Linked DNA regions of Sus scrofa: region 2 is linked to region 1. A link is a contact called in public HiChIP or PLAC-seq data. All regions are on one chromosome and are shown on one strand. The core of a region is the stretch at or near the end of the contact, and the rest is flanking DNA. Distances in the headings are between cores, read along the strand shown. Region 1 has its middle 22 kb from the start of CYP3A22. Region 2 holds the start of CYP3A29 (cytochrome P450 3A29).

What was found. HiChIP or PLAC-seq counts read pairs in DNA pulled down with a chosen protein or histone mark.
Region 2: a contact with region 1 is called in an H3K27ac HiChIP or PLAC-seq map of alveolar macrophages. The contact joins the promoter of CYP3A29 here to the enhancer-like site in region 1. A contact is called at or near these places in 1 of 47 Hi-C or Micro-C datasets (liver) and 1 of 2 datasets of contacts at active chromatin or transcription factors (alveolar macrophages).

The regions. Positions count from the first base shown.
Region 1 is chr3:6,601,106-6,608,370 of Sscrofa11.1, reverse strand. No RefSeq gene overlaps it. Among named protein-coding and RNA genes, the nearest start is that of CYP3A22, 22 kb to the left of the region's middle. Within about 2 kb of position 4,655, at least 2 of the 83 cell types and tissues checked have an H3K27ac peak or open chromatin away from gene starts, as enhancers often do. A contact at or near this core is called in alveolar macrophages, where this site is marked.
Region 2 is chr3:6,734,871-6,742,135 of Sscrofa11.1, reverse strand. CYP3A29 (cytochrome P450 3A29) reads right to left here and starts at 3,634. Exons shown (of 15, transcript NM_214423.1): 1 at 3,501-3,634. The coding sequence starts at 3,571.

The DNA.
Region 1 (7,265 bases), core at 3,406-5,905:
CCTGCACAGCAGCCTCCTCCCCCACCGAGACATCTCAATGAGGGACCTCAACGTCCCGCTGCCCCTTCAGCCAGAAGCACCCCCCTCCAGGGTGGAGGCCACAGGACAGAGCCCGAGGGAAACCCATCCCCTGAGCCCAGAGGCCTGCAAGACCCACGTTCCTATTCCCGTAGGTTCTAACCCCCTCCCCATTCATCTTGACACCATCATGGAGGAGCAGGGAAAGGGTGACGAAATTGCCAAGAAAAACCTCGAAGAGCTCGGCTCACCCAACCGAGACTGTGAAGCTGCTGAATCAGCACACGAAGGCATGAAGCGGGCACCCCACTCCCCGTGTCGGGCCTCTGGTTCAGCTATTCTAGGCTTTCACCTCTCACAACAAAGCCCCAGAAGAGGTCAGATGTGCGTCCCCCCCACCACCACCAACCAAAGGCAGGCTGGACTGTACGGAACAGGCCAGAAGGAACGCTGCTATGAGTGACCACAGGCTGCTCCTCCAGGACCCGAAGTTGCTCGCTCCCGCTCAGCCCACCTTCAATCCATCCTCCGGTCCTGTCCCTTCTCCCACAGGACACATTTCCAGTGGGTCTGCTCTGAACCACCTCCACTGGCCCATGCTTGCCCTCATCTTTCATCTGAACAGCTGGGCAGCTCCCAGGCAGCTCCCCACTCCCCGCCCCGACCACATGGCCCCTACAGCAGAAACATGCCGTGATGCTCTCCTGCTAAAGACGTGCCCCTGGCCTCCCACTGCAGTCAGTTAGTTAGAGTCCGACTCCCGCCGCTGGCTCCGGAGGGCCCTGCCCCCGCTCCAGCCCCATCTGTTCACTACCCGCCTCACTCAGGGCCCCAGACCCACGGTCTTCTGGCATCTCAGCCAAAGCCAAGTGCTTTCCTGCCTCCAGGCCTTGGCACTTGCCGTCTCTGCCACCTGGAACGCTCCTACCCTGGCGGTTCGCGGGGCCAGGCACCCAATCCATCATGTCTCAGCTCAAAACACCACGTCCTCCAAGACGCCTTTGTGACCCTCCGGGCGTTACTTGCCACCTCGGCACCAAGGTCATCTCCTTCTCGGCACATAGGTGATAACGTAACCGCTGTGTTTGTCGCCTGGTTGTCGTCTCTCTCCTCACTGGGACGTGAGCCCCTCCAGCGCAGGGCCCCCACCTGTCCAGCTTGCCCTCACATCGTCAACACGGCAGCAGCATGTGGCTTACCAGTTCGACAAATACGGAGACCTGAGCGTGACGGATGCCCACGGATGCCCCTGCGAGCGCATTCCCTCTCTTCGCTCCGAGTGAGAGGGCCGCCCAGCTCTTCCCAAGGTTCCGTGTCTCTGCAGGAAATGCAACCATTTTTCTGCTGATGCCGCACCCATCACTCCCTTAGAAAGGCGGCTTAACAGACCCACCACTGGCAAAAGGGATGATGGCAACACTGGGCTTGGACCAGTGACAATGCTCCCCGTGTCAACCTTGCCACTCAAGTGAAATTTCTGCTGTTTGAAGCCACCCAGTGTTTGGTAATTTGCCATGGCAGCCTCAGGGCGCTAAGACAAGTGTCATCCAAACCTGTGGTGGCAGAATGGGCCTCAGATAAGATGTGCTTCCACCGGGCATTTTCTGAACGTCCTGTAGGGCTAAGTCACTAGAGAGCCCCAGCTCTTAAGGGAGAGACAGGCTCGTCATCTCAGGAAGGGTCCACTCATGACCAAAGAGCCCCAGATAACGGGGGAAACCACGGGTGAGGTCAGCAGCATGAGTCACAGGTCATATTAGCAAAACAAGGAAGAAGGAAGGCAGAGGAAGGGAAAACCCGGGGCGGGTGGGCGGGGGGAGCATGAGCCTACAGGACATTCGAGAACGAAAGTCGTGCATTCCACAAGCATTGCCCAAGCACCTGCTCTGGCCTAACAGCTTTGAGAACGGGCAGGTTAGAAAAACCATGGGAAAAACTGCCTTTCCTTATGAGAATGCAAAGTCTAGTTTTAAAAAAAAAATATTAACAAATTAACTTGATTAATGGTAGCTTAAAGCTAGAAAAGATATTAGAATTCAGTCCTTTGTGGTCCAGATTTCTTCATTCATCAAAAAGTGCTCGGGGAGTTCCCATCGCGGCTCAGTGGTAACAAACCCAACTAGTATCCATGAAGATTCGGGTTCGATCCCTGGCCTTGCTGTGGCTGTGGTGTAGGCCAGTAGCTGCAGCTCCAGTTTGACCCCCAGCCCGGGAACTTCCATATGTCGTGGGTGCGGCCCCGAAAAGACCAAAAAAAGTGTGCCTGGGGTCATTCCTGCTGGGGCACAGTGGGTTAATGACCCGGCTCACCTCTGCGGTGTTGCCAGCTTGATCCCCAGCCCGGCACTATGGGTTACGGATCCAGCGCTGCTGCCGCTGTGGCATAGGTCACAGATGAGGCTCTGATTGACTCCTGATCCAGGAACTTCCATATGCTGCAGGTGAGCCTGAAAAAGGGGGGAAAAAGTGTTCCTGGGATAGACCATGAGGGAAAATAATATTTTTAAAAGAATGTGTGTGTGTGTGTGTGTGTGTGTGTGTGTGTGTGTGTGTGTGTGCACGTGTATGACTGAGTCACTGCTGTATAGCAGAAATTGGCACATTATAAATCAACTATACCTTTTTAAATTAAAAGTTAATTTACAACAATTATAGTTGATGTAAAATGTTTTTTCAGTTTCTGTTTGGAGCGAAGGGACCCAATCACACACAGTTCCCTGAGCTGGGCAGTTGGACCCCATTGCCCATCCATTCCAAATAAATCAACTATACTTTAATGAAAAAAATCGAAAATAAAATATGCACGCAGGGCTTTTTTTTAAGTGTCACTTAAGTGACACTTTTAAGTGTCACTTGATGAGACGCAAACAAGAAAACACGAGGCGTTCCGAAGAGCCATGACGACAACAGACCAAGGCAAAAATGAAAGGAAGAGGTGCAGGGCAGGCAAAAGTCTCTCTGAGGAGGTCAGATTGGTGCTGGGCCTTGGGTGACGAGACAGAGCTATGCGAGTACGTAGCGAAGGATTAACTCAGCAGACCTGAGCTGTGCAAACTCTGCATATTCCAGAGAAAGGTCTGATCCTGACCACCGCCAGGAAGGTAACTTTTAAGCCCTTGAAACAGGCTGCCAGTAAGAGCGTCTGTGTGACATGGGGTCCGTGGGCCACACCAGATAGTTTACGCCAACAGCGTGAACCCTGGGAGGGATCTCAGGCCATGCTCCCTCAGTTTGACCTTTGGAGCACCTGGAGACTGAAGAACTAAGGGCAGCCACATGCTTAGGTGACCAACCCTAAGGTAAGCCCTGGACAGCAAGGCTCAGGTGAGTGTCCCCTGTTGGCAACGCGTCACACATGCGGTCACGCGTCATTGCTGGGAGAGCTAAGGACTGTCTGTACCACTCTACTGGGCGGGGAAAGCTGGACGTTTGGGGCCTATCTGCCTCTTACCTTTGCTGATTTTTTTTTTTTTTTTTTTTTTGCTATTTCTTTGGGCCACTTCCGCGGCATATGGAGGTTCCCAGGCTAGGGGTCGAATTAGAGCTATAGCTGCTGGCCTACACCACAGCCACAGCAACAACAGATCCGAGCCACGTCTGCGACCTATACCACAGCTCACGGCAACGCCAGAGCCTTAACCCACTGAGCAGGGCCAGGGATCGAACTCGTGTCCTCATGGATACTAGTGGGGTTTGTTAGTGCTGAGCCGCAATGGGAACCCCTGGACGTCTTGATGGAAGTAAATTTGGTTTTACTGCTCCACCACCCAGCACCAGGCCTGGTGAGAAGAGCTTAGGAAGACATGCTTATCCAACTGAATGACCGTGAGGCACTTTTTATGCTCAGCCTTTCTCTCCTGGCTGGCCAAATTCTGACGCTTGGCCTCACCTCCCGTTCCAGGGCCTTCTACAAGCCACTCTCAAGCTCTTTCCCTGGACTCCAGCACAGCTCTCTGCGGGAGACCACACACAGAACTTGCTAGCTTGGAAGAGAAGGCATGTCTAAGGGCAGAAAGGTGGAGTGGAAGAAACAGGGCAGCAGCTCGAGTGGGCACAATAAGATGAGCTGAGAGGCCAAGGCTGAAGCAGCTCTTTTGGAGCAAGGGCCACCTCTAAAGGTGGAAAACAGACGTCAGAAGATGATGAAGCCAAGTGGACAAGGACCAGGCCTCCCATCAGCCTCATCCGGGACATCTTTATAAACTGAGGCAAAGTCAGAGATCCCATCACGGCTCAGCAGTTAGCGAACCCGACTAGCATCCAAGAGGACGCAGGTTCGATCCCTGGCCTTGCTCAGTGGCTTAAGATTCTGGTGTTGCCATGAGCTGTGGTGTAGGTCACAGACGCAGCTCAGATCCAACATTGCTGTAGCTGTGGTGTAGGCCGGCAGCCTCAGCTCCGATTGGACCTCGAGCCTGGGAACATCCATGTGCCACAGGTACGGCCCTAAAAAGACTTAGAGACAAAAAAAATAATAGTGATAAACGGAGGCAAAGTATTCCTTCTAAAAATGTGGTCAAGGGCCACAGAGGGTGTCTGAGGAGCACTAGAGAAGGAAGGGAGGGGAAAGCAGGGACCAGCTGGATCAGACCAGACATGAGATGGCAGAAGACATAAAGGAGAAACTACAACAGTGTTGCTGGGAGGAAGCCATCCTGGGAGGCTAGACCGGCAAGGTCTGCTCCAATCTGTCATTCACTCACTTGACCGTGGACAAGGCCCTCTTGCTCTCAACTCCCGGTCTGTCATATGGGAGGCAGTACTACCTGTTCTCTGTGCCCAGGTACGAGGATTCCATGAGCTAAGTTCAAAATGTCCCAGGTTGTCAACCTGGAAGACAGAGATAGAAAGCAAGGGGAGTGCCTGAGATCAGCAGCCAGATGGAGGATGTTGCAACTCACATTAAGTCACCGAGGATGACACATCTGATGGTGTTTTCCTGCAGTACCTCTTTGTTGGCATAATCCTTGTTGAATATTAGACAACAACCTCGACATGCCACATGAACCTTAGGAAGTTCAGACTATAACCAGACTAGTTCAGAAAAGTTCAAAAAAAGAACTCAACTTACTGCAGAAATACGCTCTTATGGGACAACTCTGGTGCCTGCCACTAAAAGCCAAGATTTCCGTGACAGCCTCGATTCTCTCAGAATATATACACGGAGAGAAAACCTAAAAGTGTGTTACTACATGCCCAGAAATTATACTCACACAAAAAAAGGCCTTACGGATACTGACTGAAATGTGATGGGCTTATTCCCATTAAATTATTGCAGGACTTTAATCAATAAATCGACACTGATGAAGTTACTTCAACAGTAACAGAAGCCAGAAATTTTCAAATACCTCTAAAGAAGGAATAGTCTCTGACAGGCTGCTGGAAATGGATTTGCTCTTTTTTTCTGTGCAGTAACTCAGAACCACACAAAACTATATAGTTCTAAATAAAGGCAAATAGATGGACGAATATAAAAACCTATGTTTTCATCATTTTGATTTGTTTAATTTTCTACTCTAAGATTTAAAGACAGAAGCACAAAAATAACTATAACTCTATATTAGCAGCTACACAACATACAAAGATGTCATTTATGACACTGATAGTATGAAGTCGGAAGGTGCAGAGCTATAACGAAGGAGAGTTTTATGGAGCTCCCATGTAATGTAGCACGTTAAGGATCCAGTGTTGTCACTGCTGTGGCTCAGGTTGCTACTGTGGTGTGGGTTTGATCCCTGGCCCAGAAACTTTCATATGCCATGGGCACAGCCAAAAAAAAAAAGAAAAAGAAGGATTCTTAGGCAACTGAAGTTAAGGAGTTTTTTGGGGGGGGGAGGCTGTGCCTGTGGCATATGGAAGTCCCCAGGCTAGTGGATGAATCAGAGCTGCAGCTGCCAGCCTACACCACAGCCACAGCATTGCCAGATCCAAGCTGCTTCTGCAACCTACAGGGCAGCTCACAGCAACACTGGATACTTTCACCCACTGAGCAAGGTCAGGGATCAAACCCACATCCTCATGGATACTAGTTAGGTTCGTTACCACTGAGCCGCAACAGGAACTCCTAGGCCAATATCCCTGATGAACAGAGATGCAAAAATTCTCAGTAAAATACTATTAAACCAAATTCCACAGCACATTAAAAGGATTACACCCCATGATCAAGTGCAATCAACTAAATGGACAAAACTTTAGCTGGACTGGACAAAGAAAAAAGAGAGAGAAGACTGAAGTAACAAAATTAGAGAAAAAAAAAAGAGGGGACATGACTCGCAATTTTACAGAAATAAAAAGGATTATAAGAGAATGATATGAACAACTGCAGCCAACAAATTGGATAACTAAATGAAATGAATAAAATCCCAGAAGTATACAACCTGCCAAGAATGAATAAAGAAGAACTGGAAAATCTCAATACACCCATAACTAGTAAAGAGATTGAATCAGTGATCAAAAACTTCTCAACAAAGACAAGTTCAAGACAGACACGGCTTCAATGACAAATTCTACCAACCATCTAGGGGAAAATTAACACTAATCTTCCTCAAACGAGGAAGGAACAATTCCAAACAATTTTATGAGGCCAGCTTTAACCTGATGCCAAAGCCAGACAAAGACACTACAAGGAAGAAAACTACATACCAATGGGCCTAATGAATATTGGAGCAAAAATCCTCAACAAAATAATAGCAAACAGAATTCAAAAGAACATTCTAAGGCTCATACACCATGACAAAGTAGGATTTACTCCTGGACTGCAAGGAGGGTTCCACATACAAAAATCAATCAATATAATAGAGCACATAAACAGAATGAAGCGGGGGGCGGGGGGAAGCACTAGATCATCTCAAGTGATAGAGAATTATTTTACAAAATTCAACATCCTTTCATGATAAAAACACATAACAAATTAGGAATAGAAGGAAACTACCTCAGTGTAATAAAGGCCATATATGAAAAGCCCACAGCTAACATCACACTCAATGGTGAAAAGCTAAACGCTTTACCTCTAAGACAAGAAACAAGACAAGGGCCTTCACCACTTCTGTTCAAGATAACACTAGAAACCCCAGTCAGAGCAATCAGTCAAGAAAAAGAAAGAGGAGTTCCCGTTGTGGCCGTGGCGCAGTGGTTAACGAATCCAACTAGGAAAAATGAGGTTGCGGGTTCGGTCCCTGGCCTTGCTCAGTGGGTTAACGATCCAGCGTTGCCGTGAGCTGTGGTGTAGGTTGCAGATGCGGCTTGGA
Region 2 (7,265 bases), core at 2,385-4,884, 130 kb before region 1:
CTTAAATGTGCCCCCATAAAAACAGTAAGTTATGGAGACCCTACTGTGACATTGTTCTTGCAATTTTCATGGATATTCTTATGCTTTTCTTTCCCTCTATGCCTTGACATGTCAGGATTTAATTCTGCTTGAATCTATCTTCATAATCATACTTTAGTAAACAATAGTGCTTCTATTGTCATAACAGAAATGTGAGTACTTTTCAGCCACACCCAAGTTTCTGTCCTCAGGCAATTTGGTTGACTTGAGCTACAGAGAAGGGTGAGTGACCATATGTTCCCTGAATATAAGTTCATAAATGAACCAATGACTCGTGAATCCATTTCCAGACCATTCTTTCTCGAATGGTACCTGGGCTTACAACTTATGGTACTCACCTGCTAAGCACAGTGCCCCAAGCACACTCATTTTTTCAAGATGTTCAGTCACAAAATAGTTACTTTACTGCCTCTGTGCATTAACTATCCCCAAAAGCCATTAAGACTGGTTCTTTCTATGCCTCATGGACCCAGAATTCATCTTCCTGTGTCCTGTGTGGAATTCCACAACTGTGGGTTTTAATTCTTGCAGATCCTCTCAGTCTGGTGTTGCTCAGAGATGAGACTGGAGGAAAAGAGAGGCTGAGGGAAGAGGTTGCCAGCAACAGTTTTAACCATGAAGTTGCTAAGCCTCCAAGACCAATACTGTAGAGGCAAATTAGGAAGACGGGGCTGAAAAGTGTGCTATGTATAAATGGTTCAACATGTCCTGCAGGTGTTTTCAGCTAAAAGTAGGCCTTTCACACTTCAGGTACCTTCTTGCCAATAGCAAAAAAAAAAAAGTCATTGTGTGGTATAAAATGAATAGCCATAAAATGTTTCAGATTGGTGGATTAAGACCTGTCTCTTCTTTGATGCTGAGCTTTTAAGGTCTTTAGGTTCCAGATATTCTGTACAAATCCATCACATCTTATAATATGCGACAAAATAAACACAAAAATTGCATGAGGGAAATTGCATTGTTTGAAGATGCAGCATGGGCACCTTGGCCAAGCACAGCTGAGTGTTTGGATCTTTCCTCCAGAAGAGTTGGTGGAGGAGCGAACATCAGTTTCCAAAAAGGGAGTGACCTGGGCTATGCCCACCCTAGTTCCTTCCTCAGCCATCATAACCAGGGAAAATCAGTTTCTCCTTCTAAACTCTCAATGTGTTGCATGAACTCAAGACTGATGCCAAGACACAACTACAGATTATCATGTTAAGTGAAGTAAGTAAGAAAAATGCCATATGATATCACTTATATGTGCAGTCTAAAATATGGCACAAATGAACCTAGGTATACAATATAAACAGAGTCACAGACATAGAGAACAAATTTTTTGTTACCAGGGGTGGGGCCTGAGGGGAGGGAATGGGTTGGCAGGAAGTTGGGATTAACAGAAGCAAAGGATTCCATTTAGAATGAAGAGACGTTAAGTCCAAGGCCCTTCTGTATACCTCAGGGAACTATAGCCAATCTCCTGGGATAGACCATGATGGAAAACTATATGTATATAGTTTGCTATATTGAAGAAATTGGCACAACACTATAAATCAACTATACTTTCAATTTTTTTTAAAGTGATGCCAAAACATTGAATGAATGTGTCTGAATTAATTGGTCCCAAGGAAAGATCTGGTCCAGTGTCTAACCACACATGATTTCATATAAAGGCAGAGTGTGGTCTGGGTGAATTCTTGGATTGCTTTCCAGCTTCGCATGGTTTGGGAAAGCTGCTTTGAGTAAAAAGGAAGGGCCTTACAATAAAGCCAATCATTCTTATTGTGTTCACACTGTGCTGGTATCAGGAAAACACTGTCTGCAGCTACTGACTCTTGGCGGCAGTAGTATCTTCTAAGGCTACTGTGACGTTTGCCTGGTACTGACACTACCTAATAACAGCCCCAGGGCCAGATGGACCACACATCATGTGACTTAGATGGTGACCCACCCCAGGCTTCAAGCAGATGAGATGCCAACTCTGCTGACCTCTGGTGGGACCAGGTCAGACGATCATCTCTGGGAGGTCTGCTCTGAGGAATGAGGACTATTCTTCCCTGCATCCTGACCCTCCCAGGATGCCTCCCCCATTATCACTGGCTCCCAGGCACACTTAACTCCCATGAGAGATTAAAATAACCTGCTGGCAGGTGTATTTAAAACAATCTATATCACAGAAGTATACATTTTTATACTAGATTTCATTTTCCTGACATGATGCTAGAAGTGTGAGCTTATTTACCAACTTTTATGGTCAAAAATACTGGAAAGCAGACCTCTTTTATCCTTTAGAAAGAACATGTGGGAAATTGTCTTATATCATTAACAAATCTATGATGAAGAATGAATTAAAAGCTATCAATTTTAAAATGTCAGGAGACAGAAAACGTGTTGCACATACCTGAATCACTATCGTTACTTTCCAAGAATTAAAACATTTATAGAGTTCATGTCATCATGACTTCTTGCTGTTTTCTAATAACAGTGAAATTGAGATAGAAGTCAAATGTGACATGGAGATGGGCCTTTCCTACCCACTCCTTTAAAGTAATCCCTTTCCCAGCCTGTTCTGTGGTGTCAAGAATCCCACACTGTTAGATGACCGTGATTCCTTGTCTAGTACTGTACTTAAAGGGAAAAAATAATTATAATACAAGTTGGAGTTTGGGACTTGCATGGGTCGTGAGCAGATTTCATATCATAGGGAAAATAAGTTTCTGTGTTAATGATAATCCTTCCAGAGATAGGAGGGAAAAGTGAAAGAAATGAATAAAATATCCAGATTTCTGCCAAGTCTCCTCTGTTCTACAGATTTCTGATTTGGGAGGTAGAGAGTTGTGCATAGAAAGAGTGGGGGATGGCACTCTTAGAGATGAGTGCCAAAGAGGGGGCATGGCGTGGGGGGGGAAGCTGAGTCTAAGAGACGGGCAATGTCTCCAGCCCCTGGGTGACCAGGTGCCTTATGTGAATGACACCTGGGGTAGGAGAAAGGGGACCAGGAACCCCTGAGTGACACAGGGGCCAGCTGCTCTACACATCTCTGGCAGCAGACCCAGAACCCAGAAGGTGAAGACAATGGGACAAAAACCCAGTTGACTTCATGTCTCCAGGACCCCCAGAGCTTGGGAAGGGAAGGGTACCCCCACTGCACAGGGACCCATTGGTTAAAATCTTCCTCTGGTGGATTCTGGTCCATGGAAACGGGTGGTCCACCAGAAGATCTTCCCTGGGAGCAAATAATGTCACTAAACTCTGCCAACTACAGAAAATAGGCACTTGGGGGCAGGAGGTTGGTTACTCCTTCCACGGGACTGAGTCAATGTCAATAATATCAATAATACTCCCTTTGCTGTTTGTGGACCCACAGCTTAAGCACCCTTCCCTCCATTAAATCTGATCTTCAAATCAGTAAAGGGAAAGGGAGACCTGATTAACACCTAAGGCCAAGGTTACAGAGCAGACAAGTCTGGACGGCTACTCACAGATAGAGGAGCACCAGGCTGGTAGCCAGGAGAACCCAGGTCTCTGTGGAAAAGCCTGGGATCAGGTCCATGGCCACTGTCCTCGTGATTCTCTCCTCGGATTTTCCTTTTAGCTGGTTGTGCTGCGCTTTGCCTGCTGCTTTCACACCCAGTGATGACTCGCTGAGGCTGAAAGATTTATATGCTGGGAAGTGGGTGGAGCTGGGGTTGCAGCCAGTGAAAAAACACCAGTGCTCTTCCTGCAGGAGCCCTCCCCCCCTTGATAGTTGGCAAAGCACCATGGACAGTCAAGTTTGACCTCCTTTGAACTCATATTCTGTGCGAATTCAATAACAACTCAATAAGTGTTATCAGTAAGTCCAAAGGTTACAGAACTCAAATAAAACCACTAGCCATTAATCTCCTATAAAATGCCATGTCTCCCTTAAGCTGCCTGCACTCCAAAATACTTGAAATCCTCCAGACAACCTATATCTACAAATATTTACCCATGCAGTTTCCGCTGCCTAGAAATACCCCTCCTTCCCCAATAAGGCACCTTCTCATTCTTCAAATCTCAGCTCAGAAAGAATAGTCTATCTTAGAGTCATCCCTAACCAGCTTCCTTTACCAGGAATAACCACTTCCACTTCTAGGCAATTCCTATCCGCCTGAGCACAATTCTATTATCCTCCAGGACCCTGGTTTGTTTCCAAACCTGTTCCCTTACAGATCGAGGTTGTGGACACAGTCTGAGTATTAGTCACCCTTCCATCCTTGGTACCTAGCAGAGGTGGGCATCAGAAAGGTTGGTAGACTTGAATTGGTCGTCATGAGAAATCTGGGCCCCTGTGTTTCCTTTCCCTGTGACTCTTTGGTGACCACACCATATTCCTGGATAGTTAATGCAACAGAGGGCCTGGTGGGCCTTGGCCACCATCACTGGACATTCTAGATTATCCATCAGCATTCTATTGACAAGAGGGCTCCAGAAAGAGATGCAGGACTTGGAGGAGATGGTGATAGCTATACCAAAAACATTAATTTGGGCTGATTTCTATCCCACTGAGAGAGTCTTGCAGTAGACAGTGAGTCAGACAGAAGTGAAACAAGAAAGGACCTCTCTCTATAGGAAGACCACCACTTCTCAAACAATGGGTGTGAAGGGTGTGACGCAGGAAAGAAACCCAATGGCCAAGTGGACCCCAACCTCCTTATCCACCGAGATGTAGCTCATACAGCACAAAGGTCTCAAAAATGTTGGCATGATATTTTCATCCAGGGCAAAGGGCATCAGATTGGATGCCCCACTCTTTGACCAGTAGGGATTTTTCTTTAATGCAGCTGGTAGGAGGAGTCCTATAGACAGCTAGAAGTTGGGTGTCACCTGGGAGACACTGCCATACACCTGATGGGAGAGAAATTCATCCAGCTCATTAGTCTCCCTCTGAACCAAGTTTTGCATCTGTTTGGCAGAGAACCATGGACGATGTAAAAACCAAACCTCTGATGTTCTTAAACCTCAACGGAAATGGAAGACATTTAAGCGGCCCTTGTGCACTTCTCTCTCTCTTTATCCTTTTTCACTTTCAGTTCTTCTGGCCCGAAAGTCCCCAGAGCTGCCTCACACTGACCTGAGTGGGTGAGTGGCTCATTGGTAGCATGCAGTGAGTCCCAGCTCTGTCACTTGCCCTCTTTGATTTTCTGGGGAATGTGTCGTGCAGCATGAAATTTCTACCATCATCATTTGTCATCTTTGGGTTCAGGCTTTCTCCAGGAGGCACCTCTTAAAATCCAGAGCTGCCACTGGAAATTGTAATGTGTGAGTATACCTATTCCTCTGTGCATTGATTCAAAGCCAAGTGGGTGACTGTCAGGTCCAGGTCCTGTGCTGGGCTGTGGGCTATAAGCCATACAGTCCCCTCCCTTGGGAGCAGCCTCCCCATGGAGGCAGTGAGACATACAGCCAGGCCCAGAGTGGGGCACACCTCTGGAATCTCTGGGAAGTGGAGCCCTAAAGAGAGGTAACCAGGAGAGAAGAAGGTGCAAGGTGGAATATCAACAAAGGACAGAATTTGGAAGCTCAAAGATGATCCCGAGGCAAAGTAGGATAGAAAGTCCTAGGCATTCTCATGTGTTTCTGTCCCCTTTTCGTACCTCCTCTGGGCACCATGAAGTAGAATCATGTAGAAACTGAGGCTCATTGGTAGCATGCAGTGAGTCCCAGCTCTGTCACTTGCCCTCTTTGATTTTCTGGGGTGTGTGTCGTGCTTCCCAACAGCTTCCCAACAGCTGTGGATCAAAACATGTTATAAATAAGCTAATATGAAGAATGATTGGCAAGTCTTCTGCTGCTCTGAAATGCTGGTATTCAGTGTGTGCCATTTCATGATGAAGGTCGCTATGGGAAATAGGGAGAACCAAGCCTGCAACAGCAAACTGCTTAGAATGTGGGTTCCTGTCTCCGTGGTTACCCCTGCCCAGGGGCTCCCCATGTGTTTCTCAAACCACAGACTCCTTCTCATCACAGGAAGAACCAAGACAGGTGCAGGTCATGAGGCTGCTGTGGGTCTTGGGTAGGATTCAACTCTCTATTCCTGACTCAGAGATATACAAAATACATCCAGCATGGAAGATGAGGGTGTCACCTGATAACTACTGACAACTTAATTCACTCAAATTAAAAGCCTTTCTTATTCTTCTTGGAAACAAAACCGTTGAGGAAACTGTATGCATTCATCTTCCTCCAAAACACATACTCTGCTACAATGGTTTTCTCTCTAAGCTAATGGAACCATTTGCTGCCCTATTTGCCTCAGGGCCTGGTCCAGTCGGTTGGAATCTAACTCAGTGGAGAAAGGCTCTTCATGGTTTGAGACGAAAATCTAGCCAGTACCATCTTCTAACCAGTGAAATGGCCTTGATCTGCAAGGGGAAATTACAGAGGACATGGTTTTGGGGCCCCTTCATTCCACAGCAGAGAACAACTAACTTGAAAAGTCTGATGTGCTGAGGTTGTGAAGGAAGACATTTGTGCCTGAAGGGCACCCAGCCCCCATGTATCTCACTTTCTCATTTGTGTACTAAGGGGCTCATCTTGTACTTTAACAAAAAAATGTAAATTCTTAGTTTGTACTAATATTCAATATCATGTATCAAAATGAGTAAATATAATTTTGCTCTTATCTTGTACCTATATAAAATAATATTTGTGATTGGTCAGCATGTATTTTCAAAGCTCTGTTTTAAATGCTTAGGGTGGAGATATGACTAAGACCCAGACAATATTCAGGTTGAAGATAGAGACAAATACAGTTAATTATAGAACAACCAAATTAAAGTAATCATATAGATTAAAAACTCAGAGTCCTCCATCAGCTGTAAATGGCTTATCTTCTTTCTCAGTCTTTATCAAGCGGTCAAAGTTGAAAATCAAATAACACTGAAGGAAGCATTAGGCTCGGGTATCAGCATAGGTGAACAGGGTGTCAGGAACTCAGTAGTGCAAGATGCACCATCAGTCTGCTATTTGCATCCTTTCATATGTTAGCCCAAGTGGCTTGTCTTCTGTGAAACCTGTCCTGACTTTCTCTGGCTGAGGGAATCAATCACAGTGTGAGGACGAAGTGTTTCTCTGGGATAATTTATGTGTTAGATCAAATTCCAAAAAATATGGTTGGAGTTCCTGTCATGGCACAGTGGAAACAAATACGACTAGGAACCATGAGGTTGTGGGTTCAATCCCTGGCCTTTCTCAGTAGGTTAAGGATCTGGTGCTGCTGTGAG